Regions from separate parts of the Mus musculus genome. Here region 2 is linked to region 1. A link is a contact called in public HiChIP or PLAC-seq data. All regions are on one chromosome and are shown on one strand. Each heading gives the region's core, a stretch centred on a gene start, on an enhancer-like site or on the middle of the called end of the contact. The rest is flanking DNA. Distances are from core to core; before and after follow the strand shown.

The links. HiChIP or PLAC-seq counts read pairs in DNA pulled down with a chosen protein or histone mark.
Region 2: a contact with region 1 is called in an H3K27ac HiChIP or PLAC-seq map of thymic regulatory T cells, with 3 times the contacts expected there. The contact joins the promoter of St8sia1 here to the enhancer-like site in region 1. A contact is called at or near these places in 2 of 39 promoter capture datasets (embryonic stem cells and macrophages), 1 of 15 datasets of contacts at CTCF or cohesin (CD8 T cells), 36 of 484 Hi-C or Micro-C datasets (CD4 T cells, CD4 single positive thymocytes, CD8 T cells and 19 more), 21 of 115 datasets of contacts at active chromatin or transcription factors (CD4 single positive thymocytes, CD8 T cells, DN3 thymocytes and 11 more) and 4 of 9 other capture datasets (adipose tissue, embryonic stem cells, liver and 1 more).

The regions. Positions count from the first base shown.
Region 1 is chr6:142,913,792-142,919,792 of GRCm38.p6, forward strand. St8sia1 (ST8 alpha-N-acetyl-neuraminide alpha-2,8-sialyltransferase 1) reads right to left here. Exons shown (of 5, transcript NM_011374.2): 2 at 233-377. Among named protein-coding and RNA genes, the nearest start is that of St8sia1, 48 kb to the right of the region's middle. Within about 2 kb of position 3,835, at least 78 of the 459 cell types and tissues checked have an H3K27ac peak or open chromatin away from gene starts, as enhancers often do. A contact at or near this core is called in CD4 single positive thymocytes, CD8 T cells, DN3 thymocytes and 12 more, where this site is marked.
Region 2 is chr6:142,960,632-142,966,632 of GRCm38.p6, forward strand. It overlaps St8sia1 (ST8 alpha-N-acetyl-neuraminide alpha-2,8-sialyltransferase 1), which reads right to left and starts at 3,821. Exons shown (of 5, transcript NM_011374.2): 1 at 2,905-3,821. The coding sequence starts at 3,137.

The sequences.
Region 1 (6,001 bases), core at 2,585-5,084:
CTAAGTGACAGATAGCTGAGGATCTATACGGTCCTTCTTGCTAATATTTTACTTCCACCCTTGCCTCAAAGCAGGAAACATGGAAAGACACGAGAAAAAGGTATGCAAGATTAAGATGAGGAAAGAAGATGGGAGAGGAGAGCCCAGTGGGCTAGCAGAGCCGTGTAACCCCCATCCTATCAGTCGTGAGAAACAGAGTGAATCATATCACAATGCAACAGACTCCACTCACCTGGGGGAAGAGGGAGTACGTGGAATTATCGATGGTGAACGAGTATAAGAGCTCCCCATCGTACCACAGGCTCTTCCCCATGGGGGAGTTCATCTTAGTCATAGCAAAGAGATGGGCAGGGTCACAGCAGTCTTCCATTTGTCTCCTAGGAGAGAAAAAGACGAGAACGGCAGGTTAAGTGAGCAGCCGGGTCACTCATTTGTCATCCGCACAGGAATGTGCGGCCTCACCCCAGTGCCAGCTCACTCTGCAGACTCCACAGAGCAGATCACACTCTGAGTGACTCCCACTCCCAGTCACTGAGTAATATTTCACTTAAAAATATTTCAGGAAAACATTCTAGCTCTCAGGTGTGTCTGAAATATGTTCAGAGGCAAAACATATGCATGACCCTTGGAGATGCATGGATTAGTCCAGCCATCTGGGTCCTGGAAAGACTTGAGCTGGCTCTGAAGGGCAACTAGGCTTTTGTGGCAGCAGAAACACACCTGCCGTCAGGCTGTAACTATCGGGTGGTTAAAAACAGTGTGGACGAATGCTACAGGCGAATGAAATGGCGTGGTCCAAACTAATATGCCAGAAACTAAGGGCTCGATTACAGAGAGGACCTCAGCAGCCCCTCTGAATAGAAGCAGGCGTGAAAGGAACACTATGGTCTAAGACAATGGCGAGGCAAACTGTCTTCAGCACTCCTTTAACGTAAGCCTCTGTGGAAACTGACAGTTGAACACTCTGACCTCTGCCTTGGCTGTTCACCCTCCGTGTTCGAAATAGCGCCCTCGCTCAGGATTGCCTGCCCTGAATGTTCTACCCTGTAGACTCCTGTTGGTTCCTCAACTACTGGCCTTGTTACTGCTCTATGGGTAAACCCATCAGGCGCTGAGCTTTAATGAGGAAATGAGCTGGCACTTGGGAAGACAAACTGCAGACACGATGGCACACCTCGAGTGCACCAGGAAGCACCTACTAAAGCACACTGCTGGTGTGACCGTGAGTTGCCAGAGGAGAGTAACTAACATCTCATTAGACATGCTAGGTTATCTTGGCTGGCCTCCCCTTCACACTAGTTTCAATGGGAAGAGGGCAGGGGATAAAAGTCTTACCCCCTACCATCCCCCACATCAAAGATGTTAATGCCATATTTTGCAACTATACCAGCATTCCATTGATCATAGACTGTTCTTCCCTTTCCTGTCCCACCCACCACCATCGACATCATTGCCATTATCATCAGGCTCTCTTTGTGTATACCAGGCTGGTCTTAAGTTCATCACCCTCCTGACTACTGAATGCTAAGGACTATTCACAACCATGCTCAGCTCACAAGTTATCCCTATATTTTGTCAAAAGAGCACTCTAGTAAGCTACATGATAAAAAACAATCTCTTAATACAGAGAGACGTCCCACCCGCGTGAATGTAAACTTTAGGGAGAATGCACTGAGTTTGGGTTTCCTGTCACGGGTCTGGTGATATCTCATTTTCTTTTGTTCTTTGAGCAACGAAAATTATTGTGAGTGTCATTAAATTCCATTTGCATCTACAAAAATGCACCACCTGTGGTTTAAAGACATGCCTGGGCCACAGGAAGAACACACATGCAGACCTCTGCGACCATGTCTAGGCTGTTTCCTCTCTGTTTGCCAATTGCTCAGAGCCATACCAACCCACTTCCCCTTTCTTTACCTAAGGAATCTTTTGCACAAATGGGCCCAGTGCCTGCCAGACAGCACACGCCTTCTGGACAGGGCTTCCACTCGGTTCCCACCATACCATGGAGCTGGGCAGCCTTATGATTCTCTCCCCACAGTCTGTCTCAGCTCACACAACCAACACCATGGCTGGATGGGGCTCTCTCTCAAGTCTTTCCGGCTTTCACCAGACCCTTGCATCCGGACTGAAGCTCTCACCTGGACTCCACTTTAACTCAGTATAAAGAATCACAAAGGAAACCTTGCCAATGTCGAGTGACAGCACTGCCTTCTGCCTGGCACCTGACAGCTTACAAATCACGTTCATGTGTGTTTCCTCTCTGAATTATAAAAAGCAAAAACAAAACCCAAAACAAAAACAACCACACAGGGAAAAAAAAATCCAGGCACATTTTTATGAAGTCACAGACAATGAAACCAGTGTCTAAGCCAATAGTTACACGAGTTTGATAGGCTAATGAATGACTTCTTATTCCTTTAAGGGGAGAAAGCAGAATTAGACGAAAAAAAAAAATAGCAGGATAGCAGGTGTTCCTCGAGGACAAATGTTTCCAGAAACATTGCAAATTTGCAATCTTGTTGCTCTCTTCAGTGCAGGCGCCTCTCCAACATTTTCTCTCTCTCTCCACAAATCCTCCACACCCACCTGTCCTGCTGACCTATGAGGTGCTAAGGGCGCACAAAGAGAAGATGCCCACGCACATGCCTCAGACCGGAGGGGCCTAACCCAGCTCGCCACCTACAGAGACCACGGCAACAACTTCGAAAGCAGCAGTTGAACCAGGGACACTCTGTACTTCCAGCACTGGGTGGCTGAGGCAGGAGAATAAGAAATTTACAGCCACCCTGGGCTACACAAGAATAAAAACAAAGCGGAGCCATTAGGTGCATCGGCTGGAATGTCATCATAGGATGTGTAATGAAGGGTTTGTTTTGTTTTTAATTCTTAGGTAACATTGTGGTAGGCTCTTCAGATGTGAAAGTAGACTCAAAAATTAAGAAAGCAAGATCTGCCTTCAGAAAACATAAGGAAAGGGCAAACAAGCTTAAGCTACAACCACAGATTAACCAACGAAACCACAGCAATCTTCAGGGCTCTGCACAAAAAAAAGGAACAAACAAGAAAATGGAAAAGCAACTTACACAGAGAGACAGACAGACAGACAGAGAAACAGGGAGACAGAGAAACAGGGAGACAGAGAAACAGGGAGACAGAGTCAGAGAGACACAGGGAGCACCAAGAATGTGTCTAGTAAGTTAAGGCAAGTTTTATAAGGAACTCTTCCAGCTCAATAGTCGGAAAACCAATAATGTCATAGCCAGGAACCAAACAGAAACTTGTCCCCAAAAGATGCAGAGATGGAAAACAAGGCCAGGAAGGCTCAAGGGTAAATGTGCTTGCTATGTAGGCCTTATGGCATGGTTTGATACCTGGAACCCAGGGTTGACATGGAGAGGGGAGGGGTGCTGGATATGGCAGCATACATTTGTGGTCTTGATCCTCCCACTATGGAATGGGATGCAAAGACAGAGTCAGGTGATGGAAGAGGATAGGTCAGCTATCCTGAAGCATGCTGGGCAGTCGCAAGGAGGCCTTGCCTCAAGAGCAAGGCTGAAGGAAGAGAAGTAATGGAACCTACTTCAGCCTGCCCCCGACCTGCCCAGGCTCGCCAGGGTTTCCTTCCTCTCACTCTGCCTCACTTTTTTTGGTTTTCCATCTCTCTCACGCATACACAATTACTTTTTTTCAAAATTAAAAGCAGCAGGCAACAGTCACCCAGAAAGAGACTTAGCTTCCTTCACCATCAGGGAAGTGTGTGGTGAAGCCCCGGAGAGTCATAGCCCACACCTGTACTGATAGCCATCTCCAAAGAGCAAACAGCAAGAAACATCTGGGTAAAGAGAAGGAGCCCCACGCACTGCTGATACAAATACAGTGTCATAGGCACTGTGGAAGAGAATACAGAGGCTCCGCAAGAAACCGAAAAATGAAATTCTCACATAACCCAGCTGTCTTCATGCTGGATACGCACGCAAGAGAGATAAAATCACCACCTCATAAAGGAGCCTGTGTTCGCCCTGCGTGACTCACAACGGCGACTGTAGGGCGATCATCTAGATGCCATTAACAGATGGGCGAACAGAAAATGGAATGCAATTCCGCCTTAACAAGAGGGCCCTGCCATTTGTCACTTGCACAGGCCTCCAGGGTATTAGGTTAAGTAAGATAAACCAGGCACAGAGGCACAAGGAGAGTATGATGTCATTTGTATGTGGACTCAAAAACAAAACAAAAAACAAAGGCAGCAGCATAAAAGATGAAACCTCGACTATCCGTCATGAGAGCAGGGGTGGGAAGGAAGTGGAGAGGAGTGGGGATGTGTGGCTCAAGGGTCAGAAGACTGCCAAGGAGCCGGGCGTGGTGACACATGCCTTTAATCCCAGCACTCGGGAGGCAGAGGCAGGCAGATTTCTGAGTTCGAGGCCAGCCTGGTCTACAAAGTGAGTTCCAGGACAACTAGGGCCATACAGAGAAACCCTGTCTCAAAAAAGAAGAAGAAGAAGAAGAAGAAGAAGAAGAAGAAGAAGAAGAAGAAGAAGAAGAAGAAGAGGAGGAGGAGGAGGAGGAGGAGGAGGAGGAGGAGGAGGAGGAGGAGGAGGAGGAGGAGGAGGAGGAGGAGGAGGAGGAGGAGGAGGAGGAGGAGGAGGAGGAGGAGGAGGAGGAGGAGGAAGAAGACTGCCAAGGAAGCCATCAACCAAGTGGGGAGCAGGAAGAAGACTGCCAAGGAAGCCATCAACCAAGTGGGGAGCAGGATGCTCAAGATCAAGAGTTTGGGGGACTAGAGATAACAAAATTAAAATGCCAGACAGACTTATTGTTAGGTATATTTTAGCTGCTCTTATCACAAATGAAAGTAATTATCAGATGACAAACTCTTAATCTGCTTCGCTGCAGTGAACAGTGAACACTTTATCCCCTGTGTATCCCATAAACCTCAAACACAAAATAAATGTATTTTTAAAATGGAGAAGGCCAACCAACAAGCTAAGTTACTACTGCAGAGAGACGTAGCCAGAGACTCAGTGGACATCTGTGTTTGCTTAGAAGGAGTAGAACTTTGAGTTATGTCCAGCGTTCTGGGAGTGACCTCTGCCCTAAGCTCTGGCCTAGGAGAAACTGGCAGGATGAGGGATCATCCAGGACATTTTAGCCAGGAATGCTGCCACAGATTTATGAGGTAAGAGGATGCAATTCTATTTGCCAGAAATCATGGTACCGGTACTAGGACTGCAGCCTCTAAGAACTGTCAAGCTGAACCGAGTACGCCATCTCTGTCCAACCTTCGGCAGCTTTCAAGGGGAGACACAGAACAATCAGCTTTTGGAAATTTTGGCAATTTGTTTCCCTTCCCTTTTCTCATGCTTCTCATACTGATAGTAAATGATACCTAAGTGGTGTGTGTGTGTGTGTGTGTGTGTGTGTGTGTGTGTGTGTGTGTGTGTGTGTGTGAGATAGTAAAAAAGGCAGAAGGAAGACTCAGACAGAGTTTGGCTCAGCCACTGAAGTGCTTGCTTGCTAACTCCAGGACCTAAACACAATCTGCAAAAGATTTATAAAAACCTAGGCATGGTGGTATACACCTGTAGTCCAGCGCTGGGAAGAAAGGGAGGTGGCCCTCTCTTTCCCTGGGGCCACTGGCGAGCCAGCCTAGCCTATATAGTGAGCTCCAGGCCAATGAGAGATCTTATGTCTAAGAACAAGGCAGATGGTACAGAGGAATGACACCCGGAGTTGTCTTATGGCCTGATGGTGTATGTACACACACATAAATACACATAGTACAGAAGAAAAGCCAGTTTATTCAGATTTCCATTTTCAGCATGTTTATGATTAGAATCCCAGTCTCTGACGTGCTCCCATCTAAGATGCTGCAGTCAGACCATAGAGTGAAAACACGCTTAGCCCAAGAAGCACTGAGGAGGAAGAGGTCGCTCAGGTCTCAGGCCTCCTAGTGGGAGCTGGGGCAGGGGGGTCACAGGCCATGAGGCCATCACCT
Region 2 (6,001 bases), core at 2,571-5,070, 47 kb after region 1:
AGCTCGTGGAGAGACAAGCATCCCTCTAGCTTGGCATGCCTCGCCATGTGAGCTGTCTGTCTAAAGGAACAGGAGAACAGTGAACTTCTAGAAAAGGGCCAATAATATACAACCTTGTGAGAGCCTGGTTAGTTTACAACCATCACAGCTCTGGGCTGCTATGATGCTGTTTCCCGGCTCCTTGAGAGCAGCGCCACCAGAGAAGTTGGCCCACAGGTTCTGAGGCAGGAAAAGTAGATCAGAAAAACCAGGGGGAATCCAATCAGTGAGTGAGCACCTGAGACACTGGGTTGGAAACATACAGGAGCCCTCTTCTCCGTCAACACAGCTTTGAAAGGCGCTTCTGGTTTATTTACTTATTTGCTTTGTCATATGTCCCTAGTGAGAAGTCAGCTCCTCCACACTAAATGCCCAGGTCTGATGAGCTTGACCCACATAAGGTGCACAGCAGTCATGCACTAGACATCGGCTAAGTGACTACAAATACATGCCTACATGTATATCTCTCTATATGTACACATATCTATATTATCCCAGGATTCCACAAGTCTGTAACTGTCTCCCCACATAAATATGCATTGCCTACTTGTGTATACATCTTTGTATCTATGAAGATGTTTAAGACTAGAATAACAAAGTCACACGCTTGCCAAAGTGGAAACTCTAACACCGCCAAGACCTCTAGTTCGCCTGTCTATCAAAACCACATACTCCTGCCCACCAGCTAATAACACGGATATCCAAAAATGAGGAATTTTATAAATGTTCAATGCAAAAAAAAAAGTGTTTTAAGCTTAACAAACATTAAATTTCCTAAGTCTTTCCAAATTCCTTGTCTCTATTAATTATCAATATGATCGAGGAGGGAAGCATGGATAAATATACATCTATAACTGACAGGTGATGCCCAGAACTCCAACATGCAGGCTAGATTCCATCTCTAAAGTTGTGCCATTTGCAGGAAGTTGCATTAGCACAATCTCAGACTGACCGCTTTCTGGACCCACATGGTATCAGATATTGGGTATCCCTTTTTATATATAATTTAAATCTTAGAAGGAAATATGATTGTCTACATTTTATATAAATAAGAAAGCCAAGATTCCAAGATTTAATGTAACTTCCTGGAGATATTTGCTCTGGGGCCAGTTATAACACAGGCGCTGGGCAGACTCTGGATTCTAATTTGAAGTTTAGCTTGTTTTCAACGAAGTAAGTGGTTTTTGCAGTTTTGCAGACACCGAGTCCGAGGATGTAAGCTGTACTGAACTAAGTCATTCTCTGAACGCAGAAACCAAGTTAAAGGATGAAGGTCACCCCGGGGTTAAAGGCCACAGGGAACAAATGTATCCCAGAAACCATTTGCCTCTGTTTATCCCACCATGAAACCTTTTGCTCTTGACAGTGTCCTCTCAAAAGCAATCTATTTTTTTTAAACAGGGCTTCAATATATATAACAGGTCCTTTCATCAAGCCAATGGGAGTTCTTTACTCCTTTCCAGCCATTTCTTGAACTGAGAAGCGCCTTCTGTCTGCAAAGAGCCACAGGGTGGTATGCATTCCACCTGCCTTGAAGCCCAACAGTCAGCCCTGCTAAGGTGGAAAAGAATCGTCTTTGTGTACTTTCAAGGACAGTGGAATTACTTTAAAAACTAACAATGGCAGAGTGACGATGGTCTGGTGAGGAAGAAAGAGAAAGACCTCCCCTCTGAATTTGAAAGGAAACATTCCTCTAGATTCTGGAAGAACTGTCTAACCTCTAGCTTTTCCAAAAGTAGGGAAGGAGGGAAATGACTTATTTTTAAAGATTTTTGCTTTAGACCTTAATAGCAGTGGGACAGGTTTCTATTGGCTCTTGCCTGCCTCTCAGCTCCTCCCACAGACCACTACCAGAAAAGACCAGCAAGGCAATAAATTGGCGCCAGAGCTGAAGATGAGAAGGCTCTGCCCCGGGGTCCCGGTGCGGTCCTGGTCCGAGCCGGCCAGTTCCCCCAACATGCAGGTAACATGCAAAGAGCTTGTTGTCTGCGCTGCAGTCTAGCTACCCAACTTCTATTGCAAACCTGTCTTCTGTTCCTCAAATTAGCACCTCCCCCAAGAGGAGAAACTACCAGCTGGAGAACCCTGTGCTGTCCTCTTTCAAACGCGGCCTTGGGTTTTGTTTTCTGAATCCAAGCCCTTCCCTCACGTACACCTCCCACAAACATTCCTGAGACTAAGACAAAAGGGGGGACTGGTGCTTTGGAGTGGTAAAGAGTCCAGCACCTGGGCACCTGGACTTCGTCGTAGATAATGAATGACCTTGGGCTAGTAACTTGTTCTACAGAAGAATTGGTCAGAAGAGAAAATATGTCATCAAAAATGTGTTGAAATTTCAACACAAAAATCGTGCAGGTCCGATCCTTAGTGGGTCATGGTTCCGTGCTCCGGACTCGCAATGGACACACTGCGCAAAGCCACGGCGAAGGCCTGGCTAGTTTTCATGGTTTCGTGACTGGAGGTTTGCCCATCACTCCTGCATGGTTGATTTGTGTTACAAACTGCCCCGGAACGCTTCTTAACCTACTTCTAGCTTACTTCTCTTTAGCACCAAACATCTACGGAGGCTAAAAAATAAATTCTCTGAAAGTAACAGTCTCTAAGTTGTTCTGGGTCTCCCTTCCCACAGAGATGGGTCAATTGCAAATACAACACAGACTAGGGACAGACCAAAAAAATCCTTGATTTTGCAAAGGTACCTTGAAACGTCTCTTGGGATGAGGGATGGGACAGAGACCCTGACTTAAGTCTCTAGGTTGGGCACGGCACAGAGGGCACAGGACAGAGAAGCCTCACAAGCGACCCTGTCTTCTGCACACTAGCAGGAAGGGATGCTGGAGGGGAGCAACGGCCAGCAGTAGGTACCTGAAGAGACTGGCTGACGTCTGGTTCGTCCTCCAAGCCGTCCGCTGTGCCAGCACCCCTTGCACAATCTCCTTCTCGTTGGGCAGCCGGTAGACAGGGAAGATGTAGAGCCAACAGAGGACCACCACACAGAGGGCACTGGCTCCTACGGGTAGCCGGGTACGCGGGAATTTCCGAGCTAGCATGGCCATGGCCCCTCTGGACGTATGTAGGGCCCGCCCGCAGGGGCTCATCGCAGCCTCGATGTCCCAGGGTCAGTGTACCCTCAGCACAACGCTGGACAAAGTGGCAGTGAAGGATGCTCCAGTGGCCGGCCCCCCATGCACACACACCTTTGGCTTTCCAGCTCGCAAACGCACGGCTGGGGAACCCCCACGCCACGGCCCCAGAGGTCAGCTACAAGGATCTTCGCCAATGCAACTTTTACTGGGATGTCTTGCTAAAGGAAGTGGCCTCCGGGCAAATCACAAGCCTTAGTCTCTTTCCCTGCAGGCAGCGGGCGATGAAGGAGTCTAAGAGCAGTGGGGCCGGTGGCTCCCGCCCTTACTGCAGCATCACCGTCGCCCTCGGCTGGGGTCCTGGAAGAGGCGCGGCTGGCTCCCGGACGTCTGATGGGTTGTGTCCCTTCCAGAAAGAGATGCTCCTGCGCCCTGCACCGCCCTTTCCCCGCCTCCTGCGCCGCCGCGGTGCCCGGCACCCCCCAGATGCGCTCTCCGCGCCACACCAAGTCCTTGGAAATTTCCACGATGGCCCGGGACCGCTACCCCACCCCCGGCGCCTCGGCCGCGCCCGCCAGGACCCTCACTCCGCGCCCCTCACGGGCAAACCTAGAACTCTCTCTCATCAGTTCATTCAGCGGTGCGCCGCAGCCTTCTGCTGCGCCCTGGACTCCGCAGACACGCGCCCCGGGATTGGTGGAAATCAAGGTCTCCCCCGCCCTCCCCCACCCGCGAAATTGCCTCCCGTGACCTGCTTGGGGCCGCGACGCTAGCCCAGGGTGCAGGCCCCTCGCCGCTGCCCTTGTTCTCTGCAGAGGGAGGCAGACAATAAGAGCAGCAGCCCCTCTGGTGCGTGCATGCACACGCGCATATGTCTATCCCGGAGTATGCACAGATTGGGGACCCGCACACCTTGTGCCCAGGCTGCTGTCTCCCTCTCCTTTCTGCAATTGATTGGTTATAACTGAGCAGTGAGGAGGCTGGCGAATATTTATTCCTTCCTCGGCTCCCTTAATCAGATCAGCCCGTGCTGAGCTACGATTCCATGCACGCACTTGCGTGCACGCGCGGGCGCGAGCTCACACGCTCAGGCACGCACATACACGTCCGCGCGCGCGAACACACACACACACATACACACACACACACACACACACACACACACACACACACTGCTGCTACTGGGCACAAGGGGAGATGCATGCACACTGGGATCCACCACCTTGCCTCCACCCTTCCGAGAACAGAGGGGCATCCTCATATGCTTGTGGCTGGTGTTCTCCCGCAGACCTTGGAGGAGATAACGCCTCTGTAGACTAAAAAGCTGTTTATTCTTAAAAGGCTGCAAAGGCAAGCTTATCACAACCACGACCTTGGAAACGTGCAACCCGCCTGGACCCGCCTAGAGGAGAGACTCACAGTAAGCCATTTCTGCTCGCCCTAGCAGAAGTCGGAAAAGGCTCGGGTACCTCCTAGCGGCAGTCTCTTCTATTTGCTTAAGCATCCTGTGCAAGGACAAAGAAGAAAGTCTGCAGCCTCCAAAACCAGCTAGCTTAGTCGTCACAGGACTGAAATCTCAGGCCACAGTTCCATTTGTTCAGCCAAGAGCAGCACTCCAGACGGCCCACAGTGACTAGTTTGTGCCCTGCAGTCTTTTTTAGCACCTTCAGTAGGGAGAGGTGAAACTTGAGACTTTGGTGCCAACCAACCTCTACCAGCATTGCAATGCTTTTCTTAGGAAGACTGCTCAATGCTCCCCAGTGGAACCAAATACCGTTAGTTAAAATAAAGACTGCCCTTGCCGCTGATAGAAGCAAATAAAGACTGCTCTTACCGCCGGGCGTGGTGGCGCACGCCTTTAATCCCAGCACTTGGGAGGCAGAGGCAGGCGGATCTCTGAGTTCGAGGCCAGCCTGGTCTACAAAGTGAGTTCCAGGACAGCCAGGGCTACACAGAGAAACCCTGTCTCGAAAAACCAAAAAAAAAAAAAAAAAAAAAAGACTGCTCTTGCCGCTGTTAGAAGCTTGCTGCTCTTTTAGAGGACCTGTATTCAGTTCCTAGCACTCACTGCGGGCAGGCAGCTCACAATTACATATCTGACTGGGGAGGGGGAGGGGAGGTCTTCTGAAGGCACCTGCACATACATATACAAACCTCCACACCATTACAGGCACATAATTTTAAAATATAATAAATGTTAAAATAAAATGAAGATCCCTCTCACCCCAAACTTCCTCTGTTCTAGGAAGGCAAGATGGGGACATTTGCCATCTTTGAGGGCTGTAGACACATCATCAATCACTTTTCCTCCCTATAACTTAAACAAAGCACAAATGATCCCAATTTCTCTTCCTCCAGGTCTCCATATAGCTGAATTTACAGTAAACGAAATAAACCTACAAGCAAAAGATCATACAGGGATCATGAGGACCCATGAAAACCTTTCCCATTTAGTACTGCATTACAATGTAACACACTGTAGTACTGCGCTACAATGTAAACACTCTGGCCCCTTCTTTCCCAACCCCTGGGCAACCTTTATCTGATGTTACCCTCTGGTTCTCAGGAGCATTAACAATGGCTACAATGTTATTTTCCTCACCTTTCCAGGTCTTCATGGTGTCATGTCTGTCAGCATATAGTAGCCACAGTCTTAAATATGTTTTTCCTCCCTTCCTACATACAAATCTACTGACTCATTCAAGGATAAGTGGCCATTAAATTCTCCCTGGATAACATGGTAGTCCCAGACCACCTAAAACACTAGCTTCCGTGCCAGCAAGACATTTCAATGGGTCAAAGCACTTGCCACCCAAGCTTGGAGACTGGAGTTCTGTCCCCAGAACACGTCATAGAAAGAGAGAGTTGAGTGCTGAAAT